Regions from separate parts of the Mus musculus genome. Here all the other regions are linked to region 3. Evidence: chromatin contacts called from public HiChIP or PLAC-seq data. All regions are on one chromosome and are shown on one strand. The core of a region is the stretch at or near the end of the contact, and the rest is flanking DNA. Distances in the headings are between cores, read along the strand shown.

Region 1 (4,745 bases), core at 1,607-4,106, 180 kb after region 3:
AGCAGGCTGGACAGACCTTGAGTGCTTGCCACTACAGACCTTATCAGCCTGGACGGGCTGTCTGCTTTGGGTACCTGCCGGTTCCCATGGGATCTTGGAAGATTGGGCTGTTGTGCTGACCTTGCTTTGCAACTCACTCTGGCTGAAACAAAGGGTGCATCTGTGGATGTTCCCCTGATAAACGCAGTGCTGAACATGAATCTTTGTGCCTTGATAAGAACACAGACTTGGCTTCCTTCTTCTCTCACACACACCCCTTGCCCTTACCCTTTTTCATTTCCAGCCCTCCTTTCAGGTAAAACCAGTTTTTCCGTGGCCGTCAGATGGCTACAGGCATGCACATATGAAAGTCAGAAGACCTTATGGAGTCAGTTTTTTTCCTTCTACCTTTATATGGGTCACTAGGATCGAACTCAGGTCCTTATGCTTGGCAGCAAGCCCTGTTAACCACTGAGCGTTCTCACCAGCCAGGTTTGTATTTTCTCTCCGTCTGTCTGTCCCCTTGTCTCCTTTTCTGATGAAGTTCAAACCCAGGGACCTCATGCATAATTCACTCTCCTTTTAAAGTCAAGTTTCAGGGGCTGGAGAGATGGCTCAGCAGTTAAGAGCACTGACTGCTCTTCCAGAGGTCCTGAGTTCAAATCCTTGCAACCACATGGTGGCTCACAACCATCCATAATGAGATCTGATGCCATCTTCTAGTGAGTCTGAAGACAACTAGAGTGTACTTACATATAGTAAGTAAATAAATCATTGGGCCAGAGCGAGCAAGGCCAGAAGGAGAAGAAAAAAAAAAAAAAAAGACAATTCTCCATATGTACCTCAGATGGACTGGCAGACTTACTACAATTGTCCTGCCTCAGCCTCCCAAGAACTGAGATTGCAGGCATAGGCCACCAAATTCAGATCTTTTTATAAACTGGGTTTTTTGTTGTTGTTTTGTTTTGAGACAGGGTTTCTCTGTGTAGCACTGGCTGTCCTGGAACTCACTCTGTAGACCAGACTGGTCTCAAACTCAGAAATCTGCCTGCCTCTGCCTTCCAAGTGCTGGGATTAAAGTAATAAACTGTTTTAAATTTTATGTGTATGGTTGTTTTGCCTGCATGTATGTCTTTGTATTATGTTTGAGCAGGGCTCCTTGAAGGCCAGATGAGGACATTAGATCCTCTGTTACTAGAAATAATGTGAGCTGCCATGCGGGTACTGGGTACTGAATCTCAGATCCTCTGGAAGAGTAGCCAGAGCTCTTTACCATTCTGCTATCTCTCCAGGCCCAACCAGTATGGGATCCTAACATCATAAAGACAACCAAAGTCAGGGGTGGTACCTCTGTACCTTAAAGAAACAAAGTTACAAAACCTGAAGTTACAAAAGTCTGTAACTTCAGCACTTGCCTGAACTATGGAAGGAGAACTTGTCTCCCAAGAAGCGACAAGGAGGCAAGTTGTAGAATTTGATTCTGTAAGAATTCAACACTACGGGCTGGTGAGATGGCTCAGTGGGTAAGAGCACTCGACTGCTCTTCCGAAGGTCTGGAGTTCAAATCCCAGCAACCACATGGTGGCTCACAACCATCCGTAACGAGATCTGGCGCCCTCTTCTGGAGCGTCTGAAGACAGCTACAGTGTACTTACATATAATAAATAAATAAATCTTTAAAAAAAAAAAAAGAATTCAACACTACAGGCCAGGCAGTGGTGGCGCACGCCTTTAATCCCAGCACTTGGGAGGCAGAGGCCGGCAGATTTCTGAGTTTGAGGCCAGCCTGGTCTACAGAGTGAGTTCCAGGACAGCCAGGGCTACACAGAGGAACCCTGTCTTTAAAAAAAAAAAAAAAAAGAATTCAATACTACTCATAAAATAGTACTTACTCCAAAATACCATTATTCACACCCCCCCAATTGAATACTGCTACAGCCTTTCAATCTATCTATTTACATAAGATTAATTGGAAATTGAAGGACATCTCAGGGCTGGTGTGATGGCTCAGTGGCAAGGTCACTTACTGCCAACTTGACCACGTGAGCTCATTATAATTCCTGGCACTCAGAGTGGAAGGAGAGAACTGACTCCTGCCAGTTGTCCTTCGATCCTTTGACCTCTATAGACTCACTCAGGAGCACACACAAAAGAAATGAATAAGAAAGAAACGTTTTTAAAAAGAACATATTGAAAGGCATCAAGAGATACAACTGGCTAAGTAAGACTGTGGGAAATCTCAGAATGTGCCAGGAAGCAGACTATTGCAGAATACTTGAAAGCTATCTGGATGGAGAGAGGGGCCTTAGATTTTGATTTGTATAAATCAACGGATACTGACCGAATACTAAATAATACTTTAAAATTATGCAACTTCTTGAAAGATTTAATAGAAACCCCTCTCTTTTAAAGAACCACACCAAAACATTTCTGGATGAGAAGTTAACCCTGCCCAAGAGAGGCAGGCGTGGTTTCGCATGCCTGTAATCCCAGTTTTTGGGAGGCTGAAGTTGGATCAGCACTGGCTGTATAGTTAGTGGCAGGTCAGACACAGACAGCTACATAGCAAGACCCTGTCTCCAAAAAAACCAAGTAAACGACTTCATTAACCAAGACAACAGGAGATGTGTAATAAACGAAGCAAGACGCTCATATGATGACAATTAATGAAACCGAATCAGGCATGGCTTGATGGTACAGGCCTATAGTCACAATATTCCACACTGGTTAACCTGGGATACACAGTGGCAGGATTTTTGCCCAGAACTACCATCCTCCCAGTGGCCTGACAAAATATCCCTCTGCACAATTCCCGGTATGGAAGGAGTAGGGGGTGGGAAGGACCTGGGATGACGACTACCTCCACTTGGGGGGACAGATAAGAAGGAAGAAGCTGAGATGTCGCGATGCTTTCTGGGAAATGAAGTCCTTTTAATTTGCCGGCAGCGTTGTACTGCGAGGGAGGGGGGGGGGGCGTGGGCTCAACGGCTGAACGACACGCTGCTGCCCCCTGGTGGACGCTGTGCGGTTACGGTCCAGGCGAGGGTCATTGAGATGAGGGAAAAGGGAGGACAGCCAGGTGGTGACCTGGAGAGCTGTGGGAATCTTTTCTGGAAAGAGTAGACAAACCTATGAGAGCGTTAGGGAATGAAAGAGTGATGGGAGAAAAGAAGGCGCCGCTCTGAGGGTTGCATGAAACAGAGTGGTCTATTCTATACCCCCAGATCCCAAAAAAGCTGGAATCAGTAACATAGGTCAGTATTTGCAAAGCTTGGTCAGAGGGTAAGGCAAGAAAATTAGGAGTTTAAGATCTGCCTTGGCATTCTTAAAATAATAAGCTAATTCATATAGAACTCATAGAATAATAAAAAGTAGGAGTAGAGCCAGACGGTAGTGGCACATACACAAAGGAGGCAGAGACAGGTGGAGCTCAGAGTGTGAGGCCAGCCTGGCCCACAGAGTGAGTTCCAGGACAGCCTGGACTACATGGAGTAACCCTGTCTTAAAAACAACAACAACGAAAAAACCAAACAAACAAAAGTAGGAGCTGGAGAGATGTCTCAGCAGCCAAGAGCACTGATGGGTTTGGTTGCCAGTGTGCACAATGGGCAGCTAACCACTGCCTATAGCCTAGGGACAGGGGATTGGATATTTGTAGCCTTCAAGAGGGCCTGCACTCATGTGCATACACTTGCATACAGAAACACACACAAACACACCAATAAAAATAATGAAAACACTTTTTAAAATTTTCAACAAAAAACCCAAGAAGGTCTAAAGTTTTGTCTCAGTGGTAGGATGTTTGCCTTGAATGCTCAAGGTCCTGGGTTCAATACTCAGCGTTGTCAAAACAAACAACAAACAAATAAAGCTAAGTAAACACATAAATAAGAGGATCGCCAGTCTGATGCTGGGAGTGTGGCGCTGTGGTGACTGCATGACCAGAATCCATCATGAGAGGATAGGGCGGTGGCTCAGTGGGTGACGGTGAGCTTCATGTACGTGAGGGCCTGCATTGCACCCCCAGCAGTGCCGTTCTCACGCACGAAGTATCTTTTCCATTGTCAGTTTACCACTTGATAACTGGGAGCCTTTGTTTATTTTTATTCATCTTTAGATTTTTTTCTTTTTTTTTGAGATTAATGTATGTTAATAGTTTTGCTTCATTTATGTCTGTGTAGCAAGCTCATGCAGGTAACACCCACCGATACTAGAAGAGGGTGCTAGAGCCCTAGGAACTGGAGTTACAAATGTGTGTGTGTGCACTGGGAATCGAACCTATGTCCTTCAGAAGTATAGTCAGTGCGCTTAATCTCTTAACCACTGAACCATCTCCACAGCTCTAATGGGAGGCTTTTGAAAGTCCTGGAAAGTTTGTGCTGATGTTTGGTAGATCTTGTGTGCAGTGGCTGTGACTTACCTGGAGCCCATACTGTGATTTTGAGTGGTCAGTGCACCAATGGGCAAAACGTGGTCCTCTTCTTCATCGTATGCACGTGCACTCTGAGGTCGGTCAGGCCCTCGGTGCTCCCAGATGAGTTCTCTTGCTGAATGGAGGTTGGCATGTGTTACAGTCTGGACCCTAAGTGTCCCCCCAAAGGCTCACAGTTTGTCTGTGTTGTTATGACAGACGGTGTGTACTGGCTGGTTTTGTGTGTTAACTTGACACAGGCTGGAGTTATCACAGAGAAAGGAGCTTCAGTTGAGGAAATGCCTCCATGAGATCCAACTGTAAGGCATTTTCTCAATTAGTGATCAAGGGGGAA
Region 2 (4,386 bases), core at 1,531-4,030, 160 kb before region 3:
TTTGTGGCTCACAGCTCTCGCAGCACCGGAAAATCCACAATGGAGAAAAGCCATATGAATGTAAGGAGTGTGGGAAGGCTTTTATTCGAGGCTCACTACTTATGCAACATCAAAGGATTCACACTGGTGAAAAACCCTATAAATGTGACGAGTGTGGAAAGGCTTTTATCCGTGGTTCCCAACTCACTCAACATCAGAGGGTTCATACTAACGAAAAGCCTTACGAATGTAAAGAATGTGGAAAGACCTTCAGTCATGGCTCACAACTAACTCAACATCAGAGAATCCATACTGGTGAGAAGCCCTATCAATGTAAGGAGTGTGGGAAAGCCTTTAATCGCGGGTCACTCCTTACTCGACATCAGAGGATTCACACCGGTGAAAAACCCTACAAATGTAAAGAATGTGGAAAAAATTTTAGCCGGGGCTCAGAACTTACTCAGCATGAGAGAATCCACACGGGTGAGAAGCCCTATGAGTGTAAGGAATGTGGGAAGTCCTTTATCCGTGGCTCCCAGCTCACTCAGCATCAAAGAATCCACACAGGTGAAAAACCGTATGAGTGTAAAGAATGCCGAATGGCCTTTACCCAGAGTTCACATCTTTCCCAGCATCAGAGACTTCATACCGGTGAGAAACCCTACGTGTGTAGCGAATGTGGGAAGGCCTTTGCACGTGGATTGTTGCTCATACAGCATCAGAGAATTCATACTGGCGAGAAGCCGTATCAGTGTAGGGAATGTGGGAAGGCTTTTATCCGCAGTTCACAGCTCACTCAACATCAGCGAACTCACACTGGAGAGAAACCTTATGAATGTAGGGAATGTGGGAAGGCCTTTGGTCATGGCTCTCAACTTACTCTGCATCAGAGGGTCCACACAGGTGAGAAGCCCTATGAATGTAAGGAGTGTAGAAAGGCCTTCACTCAGAGTTCACATCTTTCTCGGCACCAACGAGTTCATACTGGCGAGAAACCGTATCAGTGTAAAGAATGTGAAAAGGCCTTTACACGTGAGTCTCAACTAATGCGACATCAGAGAATTCATATCCGTGGCAAATCTTTGGACTGTAAGGAATGCCGAATAGACTTTAATCATCATTCGCAAATTTTTATATGAGTTAATTTATACTCTGCTAATTAATGTAGCTTTCCCTGGTCATACATTATCAGTGAAGAGTTCTTACAAATGTGAATATGGGACTGTGAATTCAGCATTTGAGAATTTATGTAGGAGAATAGAAATGCTGATGTAATCCACATAGGAAAACCATGTGTTTACTTGTTTACATTGTATTACATTTTAGCAAATTAAAGTAGGGAAGTGAATCCGTTGCTGTGATATAGAAGGTCTTTAGCAGAGAAAATTTCTCTATCACATTACACAGGTCCTATCAGTTGGTTTCCTTTGTTACATTTGTTATGACTAACCTGGCTTTCATGTAATCATTTGTAATATAGATCTAAGATTCTTCTAAAGATCATGTTTTAACATGTAAAAGCACTTGGATCAGCTCCTTTCATATCATAAATATTAGCTGCTATTTTCATTATTTGCATGAAAGGAGGGAACGGATAAGCATTATCATTAAGAAATCTTTCGTTATTATTTGGGAGGCTTTATATACTATCATCAGTGTGAGAAAGCTTTCATTCAGATCTTATTTATTATAGAAGGGAATTTATACTAAAAAGAAGCCTTGGTATCAGTGGGTTATTGAATACTATGGTTACAGAACTGATTTGTCACAGAGTCCCAAAACTTACATGTTTCACTATCTCTAACTTCAACTCAAGAATATTACTTATACATGATAACTAAGCACTCAAGATAAACCTAGGAAATGAAAAAGACTTGAATGTGTAGTTTTGTGAACTAATCTGAAAGTACAAAATAGACAACTTAGAATAAAAAACAACACATGATCTTGTATCAGAGATCGGTGTTCGACCCAGTTTTCATCTCTTTTTCATCATAAAACCTAGGCAAGACAAAAACCTCCCATACACAAAAATTTAGTCTCCATTGCAGATCAACAAGACGAAAATGGTGTCTGTATGACTAGAACACTTTAAAAAATCCATCCTCTCTGCTTCTTTCCCTTCTTAACACTGTAGACAGTGAGGCAGAGCACAGACGGCCTCGTGAGGGGTTGGGAGTGGTCTCTGGGTGTTACTGATGGCTGAGTCTGCAAGCCTGTTGATTTGTAAACAGTCATGGTAACTCTGCTTTGCCTCTGTGCTTTACTTAAAAGTAAAGTAGCCCTCAGACTGGTTGATGCTCTCCGAGATCACTGAATAATAAAACTTCCCTTAAGGACAAGAAAGAGTGTTTTATCTGGAAATGGATGCTGTAGATAACAGAATCTCAAGGCTTGAATGTAAGGCTCTGGGGGCTGGGGGTTTACTGAGCATGAACTACGAAACTGAATAATCTTATTTTTCAGGCAGAACATTTGATCAGCCTGCATCCCTGTGTCTCCTACAGCAGACCTAGTGCCAATCTAGGCTGCAATGTTAGAGAAAATGGTAGGAATGATGCAGAACATACACGTTCAATAGTTCTCATTGCTTCAAGAAATGTCTGGGCCGGGCAGTGGTGGCGCACTCCTTTAATCCCAGCACTTGGAAGGCAGAGGCAGGCGGATTTCTGAGTTCGAGGCCAGTCTGGTCTACACAGTGAGTTCCAGGACAGCCAGGACTATGCAGAGAAACCCTGTGTAGGGAGCCATTCTGGACTTCCTGATCAGCAGGATGGAAGTCGGCTCCAGGTAGTAAACAAGCCCATGTTTGGTGGATGGCCCGCCCTTAATCCCTGATTGGCTGAGCAAGACTGCCTGGTGAGGTGATGTGACCTGTGGTGATTGGTGGGGGCGTGGTTGTGGCTGGAGTGGAGAAAAACATTTGTAACTAGAGAGGCTGGGGGATTTGAAGTAAGTAGCTGCCTGAGTAAACTGCTTTAAGAAGAACCGGTGGTTGTGTTCGAGTGGGACGCGACAACCCTGTCTCGAAAAAACAAAACAACAACAAAAAAGACATTAATTCAGAGTAGATGTAACCAGGCCAGGGGTGCATCCACAGATAACGGATGCCTTTAACGCCAGCACACAGGAGGGAGACACAGGTGGATCTGTGTAAGTTTGAGGCCAGTGAGGGCCACATAATGAGATTGTATTGGTCTTCTTTTTTTTTTCTTTTTTTTTTTTTAAATTTGTTTAGAGACAGTTTCTTTGTATAGTGGTAGCTGTCCTGTATCTCCTTTGTAGACAAGATTAGCTTTGAACTCATAGAGATCTGCCTGCCTCTGCCTCCCAAGTGCTGGGATGTGCTCCCTCCACACCTGGCATGTTTGGTCTTCTTAACTGAAACGAATGAACTGACTTAAAGGAAGAAATTGAACAAAGAAAGAGACCACAGCCCACGCCTGCAAAGGTAAGTAAGTAGCCAGCAAAAACCTTCAGTGTTTATATGCCACCCCCACCCAAGTTTATTCTAAAGGTTGTCTCATTTATTTGAGTGCTTGTTAGAATCCAGTCATTATTCTTGGTATACCAAGAAGGGGTCTTAGCAGGAGGTGGCAAGATATCGAATATGTTAAATGCAAGCATGGTGGTGCACCTGCAATCCCAACACTTGCTGGTGAAGGTAGAGAGCTGAAGCAGGAGGATTTAAGGTTCTGGGTTATGCTGGACTAAATAGTAAATTATGGACAATTCTTGACTATATAGAGAAACCCTGGTAATAGAGTGAAAGGGTCATTAAAAAAGAGATGGAGCCCATGAAGAAGAAGTAGGGCCAAGACCAGAAAGACTAAAATTAAGTTTATGAAAAGAGCATCCCAGGAAGGTTTTCCTATGTGGATTATATTTTTACACTTCTGTTTTCCCTTTCATCAGACAAGTATGGCCCACATTTCCAGGACATGGGAGTGTTGTGGAACATCGGAGGGTCTAGGAACTCTATGCAAGGGTGTAATAGGACAGCGGGTCAGAAAGGTAGCCAAGGGCTGTGTCTTACAAAACTCTGTAAGCAGTTTTTACTTTATTCTGAGTGAAATGGTCCCATCAGAGGGTTTTGAGCAAAAGGCATGACATAAAACTTCTGGTGGTGTGCTGTGGCTTCTTCCCGCATCTGAGGACTCAGGTCAGTTGGCAAAATGATGTCAGCTGAGACAGATCCATGAGCTGAGACGACATGACGAGACAAGATCCATGGAACGTGTGACATTTGGAGGAAATATAAATAGTACTCAACAGACTGTAAATGAGGCTGGGCTTGGCTTGGCTGGGCTTGCTGGTAGAGCTAACTGTACAACGCTTGTGGGTCTTCACTGATCTTCACTTTGCTGAGAGAGGCACAGCCATGTTCCTGTTGACCCTGGTCCCTCC
Region 3 (4,398 bases), core at 1,633-4,132:
GGAAGATAAATGTTTTTAAACAGGAACATATCGGTTGATGACCTCAACAGGATAGAAGTGACCATACAGCTGGTAGTCATCTTTACTATGCCATGTAACTCGACCACCATCTTGATTAATATGGCCAGTTCAGATAAATCAACTAAGGCAAAAGTCAGAAAATGTCTTAGTCCTACTGAGCACCCTGCTTATCACTGTATCTCTGTTTTAGAATAAGGAGGCAACAGTAGGTATCCAAATGTTTTTAATTAGGATGGAATTTTGTATAATTATAAAAAATTATGGGGGCTGGAGAGATGGCTCAGCAGTTAAGAGCACTGACTGCTCTTCCCAAGGTCCTGAGTTCAATTCCCAGCAACCACATGGTGGCTTACAACCATCTGTAACAAGATCTGGCGCCCTCTTCTGGAGTGTCTACAGACAGCTACTGTGTACTCACATATAATAAATTTTTAAAAATTATAAAGATCCTCAGGTTAATAGAGACGGATTTAGAGATGTATGTCTATCCACTTATGTCTTTGCTAACTGTGCTTAAAACCAGGCAGGATTTGGGAAAATCTTAGAAAAGAAGCAACATATGTTTGATGAATAAGAAATAGTTAATAAGGGGCTTGAAAGATGGCTCAGTGGTTAAGAGCACCGACTGCTCTTCCAAAGGCCCTGAGTTCAAATCTCAGCAACCACATGGTGGCTCACAACCATCTGCAATGTGTCTGAAGACAACTACAGTGTACTTATATACATTAAATAAATAAATAAATAAATAAATAAATAAATAAATAAATAAATCTTTAAAAAAAAAAGTTAATAAATAAGATTTATAAATTCCTGGGCCGGGCGGTGGTGGCGCACACCTTTAATCCCAGCACTTGGGAGGCAGAGCAGGCAGATTTCTGAGTTCAAGACCAGCCTGGTCTACAAAGTGAGTTCCAGGATAGCCAAGGCTACACAGAGAAACCCTGTCTTGAAAAAACCAAAACCAAACAAACAAAAAAAGATTTAGAAATTCCTACAGTTATAAAGGCCTACTCAGATTAATAACAGCTGGCTCAGAGGTGTATGTCTAACCACAAATATCTCTGCTGTGTTCAACAGCAGACTTCTATAAATTTTTAAATAAGGAACAACATGTGCTTATAAGTAAACTTTATAAATTCCTAACGTCTATTCAGGGCAGAAATTGACTTGAAGATATATTTCCAGCCTCTTTGTCTTTTTTTTTCTTCTTCTTATAAAAACATGGTCAGGCGTATCACAGCAATACCCCACTCCTGGTCAGCCTCTTTGTCTTTACAACTGTATTTATCGTTTAAAGTTTGGTTTTAATGCCAACGGATTTTCAATTCAAAATTTTAAGGCTAAAACTTAACATAGATAAAATTGTAAAATCCTAACTTTATATAAGCTACTAACTTGTAAAGTGTTAAAGATAATTATCAAGTTAATTATAAATTATCAAATTCTTTTTTTTTTTTTTTTTTTTTTTTGGTTTTTCTGAGACAGGGTTTCTCTGTGTAGCCCTGGCTGTCCTGGAACTCACTTTGTAGACCAGGCTGGCCTCGAACTCAGAAATCCGCCTGCCTCTGCCTCCCGAGTGCTGGGATTAAAGGCATGTGCCACCACACCCGGCTACTCAAATTCTTTAATATGCTCAGAGCTATGCATATAGCCATCTGCCTTACTCGTGATTATTATTGCTGTGGTGAAACACCATGATCAAAGGCCATTTGGAGAGGAAAAGGTTTATTTGGCTTACACTTCTGTGTTGCTGTGAATCACTGAAGGAAGTCAGGACAGGAACTCAAGTACAGTAGGAAGTGGAGGCAGGAGCTGATGCAGCGACCATGGAGGGTGCTGTCTACTGGCTTGCTCTTCACAGCTTGCTCGGCTTACTTACAGAACCCAGACTGCCATGCACCGTTTTGGTCCTCTCTCCGTCTGCTTGATCTTCTCTCTCTTCCCGTCTCTCTCCTCTCATGGCCCAGATCAGTCTACTGTCCGTGTATAGTGTACTTTCTCTCCCTGCTTTGGACTCTTCCAGATGCCTCTGGCTGTGCTCTCCCTCTTATCTACAATAAACACCTCCTCAGCCACACCTGGGAGTGATCATGTCCTCATTTTATACACTAGGAGGTAAAGTTTTACAGCTCTTCACTTAGACCGTAGGGAGATGTTTTAGAGTTTTACTGCTGTGAATAGACACCATGACCAAGGCAACTCTTATAAAGACAACATTTAAATTGGGACTGGCTTACAGGTTCAGAGGTTCAGTTCATTATCATCAAAGCGAGAACATGGCAGCATCCAGGCAGGCATGGTGCAGGAGGAGCTGAGAGTTCTACAAATTCACCTGAAGGCTGCTAGCAGAATACTGGCTTCCGGGCAGCTAGGATGAGGGTCTTAAAGCCCACACCCACAGTGACACACCTACTCCAACAAGGCCACACCTTCTAACAGTGCCACTCCCATCACAAAAGACATGGCTTGGAAGCATGAAGCTTGTCTAGATACTGCTTTTCAGAGCTTCCCACCCCCCCATGTTTGGTGCGCCTGCGCGCGTGCTGCGCGTGTGCGCGTGCGCGAGTGTAGAGCTGAGGGGATGGGAAGCTGACATCAGATGGCTTCCTCAGCAGCTTTCCACCTCGAGACAGTCTCACTCTCTCATCATGGAGCCCCAACTGGCCTGGGATTCCTATGTAGACCAGGGTCTTCAAATTCAGCCATCCACCTGCCTCTGTCTTGGGGTGCTGGGGTCACAGGTGTGCATCACCATGCCCCGCTCACCTTGTTTGTGACAGGATTTCTCACTGAACCGGGAGCTTCAGTGATGGCCAGACAGGGATCCATCAGTGCCACACACGCCACCACTGCCCTGTGCTGCGGTTATCGGCAGATGAAAAGACCTCGCCTCATTTCTCCATCGTTGCCAGAGATCCCAAGACACCATGCTGTAGCAGCATGCACTTTGCTGAGCCATCTCCCTCAGGTGGTCTAGTTTTTATTGTCATCATTGTTACTGTTTGTTGAGAGGGGATTAAATTCCAGTATCTCCTGTATTGGCTTTCTGAGTGCGGGCAGCACAGATGCGACTGCACACCTAATATAAATGTATATAACCAAGCTTATTTTAACATGAAGATAATTTGAAAAACTTTGTTATGAGCTATTTCCTAAAGCTTGTGCTTGGTTTGGCACTGGATTTATTTATTTATGGTTCTTGATGGTCAACACCTATTTTATGTGGCAAGTCCATAAAGAGAACTCCCCTGATAATCAAAGGCTGTCACTTGCCTTCACGTTGCTTTGGTGGCATTTAACCAGCGTAGATATGCAGACAGCTTACTTCCCAACTAGTTTCCAATTTGTTTTGTTTTTTAAAATATTGATATTTCAAGCACATACAAAAGACATGGAACAATCGCCCTCCATGATCAAACAACCCATTCAGTCACTCGCAATGTTTTGCTGCTCTAAATTCTGTCAGGTCCATATATATATATATACATACATACATATATATAAATAATTTTTTTTCCGACAGGGTTCCTTTGTGTAGGTTTGGCTGTCCTGTAAGTCACTCTGTAGACCAGGCTGGCCTCACACTCTCATACATTTGCCTGTTTCTGCCTTCTGAGTACTGGATTAAAGTTGGGCACCACTACACCTGGTTTTGTCAACTGCCTTTCTTTTGTTGATTTTCCCTCCTTCACTTTAGACATAGCCCTCCTCTGTGGCCCAGTCTAGGATTCAACAAAGATCCTTCTGGGCACATCATGGCACTAGAATCTAGAAAACAGTGAATCCCTCAATTCTATTTTTTTTCTTCTGCATTTACTGATTAAAATTGCTTAAGGGAGCAGGGCGTGGTGGTGCACATCTTTAATCCCAGCACTCGGGAGGCAGAGGCAGGCGGATTTCTGAGTTCGAGGCCAGCCTGGTCTACAGAGTGAGTTTCAGGACAGCCAGAGCTATACAGAGAAACCCTGTCTCGAAAAACCAAAAGAAAGAAAGAAAGAAAGAAAGAAAGAAAGAAAGAAAGAAAGAAAGAAAGAAAGAAAGAAAGAAAGAGAGAGAGAGAGAGAGGGACGGAGGGAGGGAGGGAGGGAGGGAGGGAGGGAGGGAGGGAGAGAGAGAGAGAGAGAGAGAGAGAGAGAGAGAAAGAAAGAGAAAATACAGCAAACTGGGCTTGAAAGATGGCTCAGTGATTAAGAGCACTGACTACTCTTCCAAAGGTCCTGAGTTCAATTCCCAGCAACCACATGGTGGCTTACAACCATCTGTAATGGGATCTAATGCCCTCTTCTGGTGTGTCTAAAGACAGCAACTGTGTACTTACATATTTTTTTTTTTAAAGAGAAAATATACCAATCTGGGCATATATTGACTATAAAGCTT

Evidence for each region. HiChIP or PLAC-seq counts read pairs in DNA pulled down with a chosen protein or histone mark.
Region 1: an H3K27ac HiChIP or PLAC-seq map of embryonic stem cells shows a contact between it and region 3, with 6 read pairs. The contact joins two enhancer-like sites. A contact is called at or near these places in 5 of 484 Hi-C or Micro-C datasets (the AML12 cell line, embryonic stem cells, gonadal supporting cells and 2 more), 2 of 115 datasets of contacts at active chromatin or transcription factors (both in embryonic stem cells) and 2 of 9 other capture datasets (adipose tissue and liver).
Region 2: an H3K27ac HiChIP or PLAC-seq map of embryonic stem cells shows a contact between it and region 3, with 8 read pairs. The contact joins two enhancer-like sites. A contact is called at or near these places in 1 of 39 promoter capture datasets (liver), 5 of 115 datasets of contacts at active chromatin or transcription factors (embryonic stem cells and stem cell-derived neural progenitor cells) and 4 of 9 other capture datasets (adipose tissue, embryonic stem cells, liver and 1 more).

What each region holds. Positions count from the first base shown.
Region 1 is chr7:30,214,030-30,218,774 of GRCm38.p6, forward strand. No RefSeq gene overlaps it. Among named protein-coding and RNA genes, the nearest start is that of Polr2i, 16 kb to the right of the region's middle. Within about 2 kb of position 2,857, at least 59 of the 459 cell types and tissues checked have an H3K27ac peak or open chromatin away from gene starts, as enhancers often do. A contact at or near this core is called in embryonic stem cells, where this site is marked.
Region 2 is chr7:29,874,976-29,879,361 of GRCm38.p6, forward strand. Zfp420 (zinc finger protein 420) reads left to right here. Exons shown (of 4, transcript NM_172740.2): 4 at 1-2,327. The coding sequence ends at 1,118. Among named protein-coding and RNA genes, the nearest start is that of Zfp420, 17 kb to the left of the region's middle. Within about 2 kb of position 2,781, at least 9 of the 459 cell types and tissues checked have an H3K27ac peak or open chromatin away from gene starts, as enhancers often do. A contact at or near this core is called in embryonic stem cells, where this site is marked.
Region 3 is chr7:30,031,974-30,036,371 of GRCm38.p6, forward strand. Zfp14 (zinc finger protein 14) reads right to left here. Exons shown (of 5, transcript NM_178733.5): 5 at 4,386-4,398. Among named protein-coding and RNA genes, the nearest start is that of Zfp14, 17 kb to the right of the region's middle. Within about 2 kb of position 2,883, at least 10 of the 459 cell types and tissues checked have an H3K27ac peak or open chromatin away from gene starts, as enhancers often do. A contact at or near this core is called in embryonic stem cells, where this site is marked.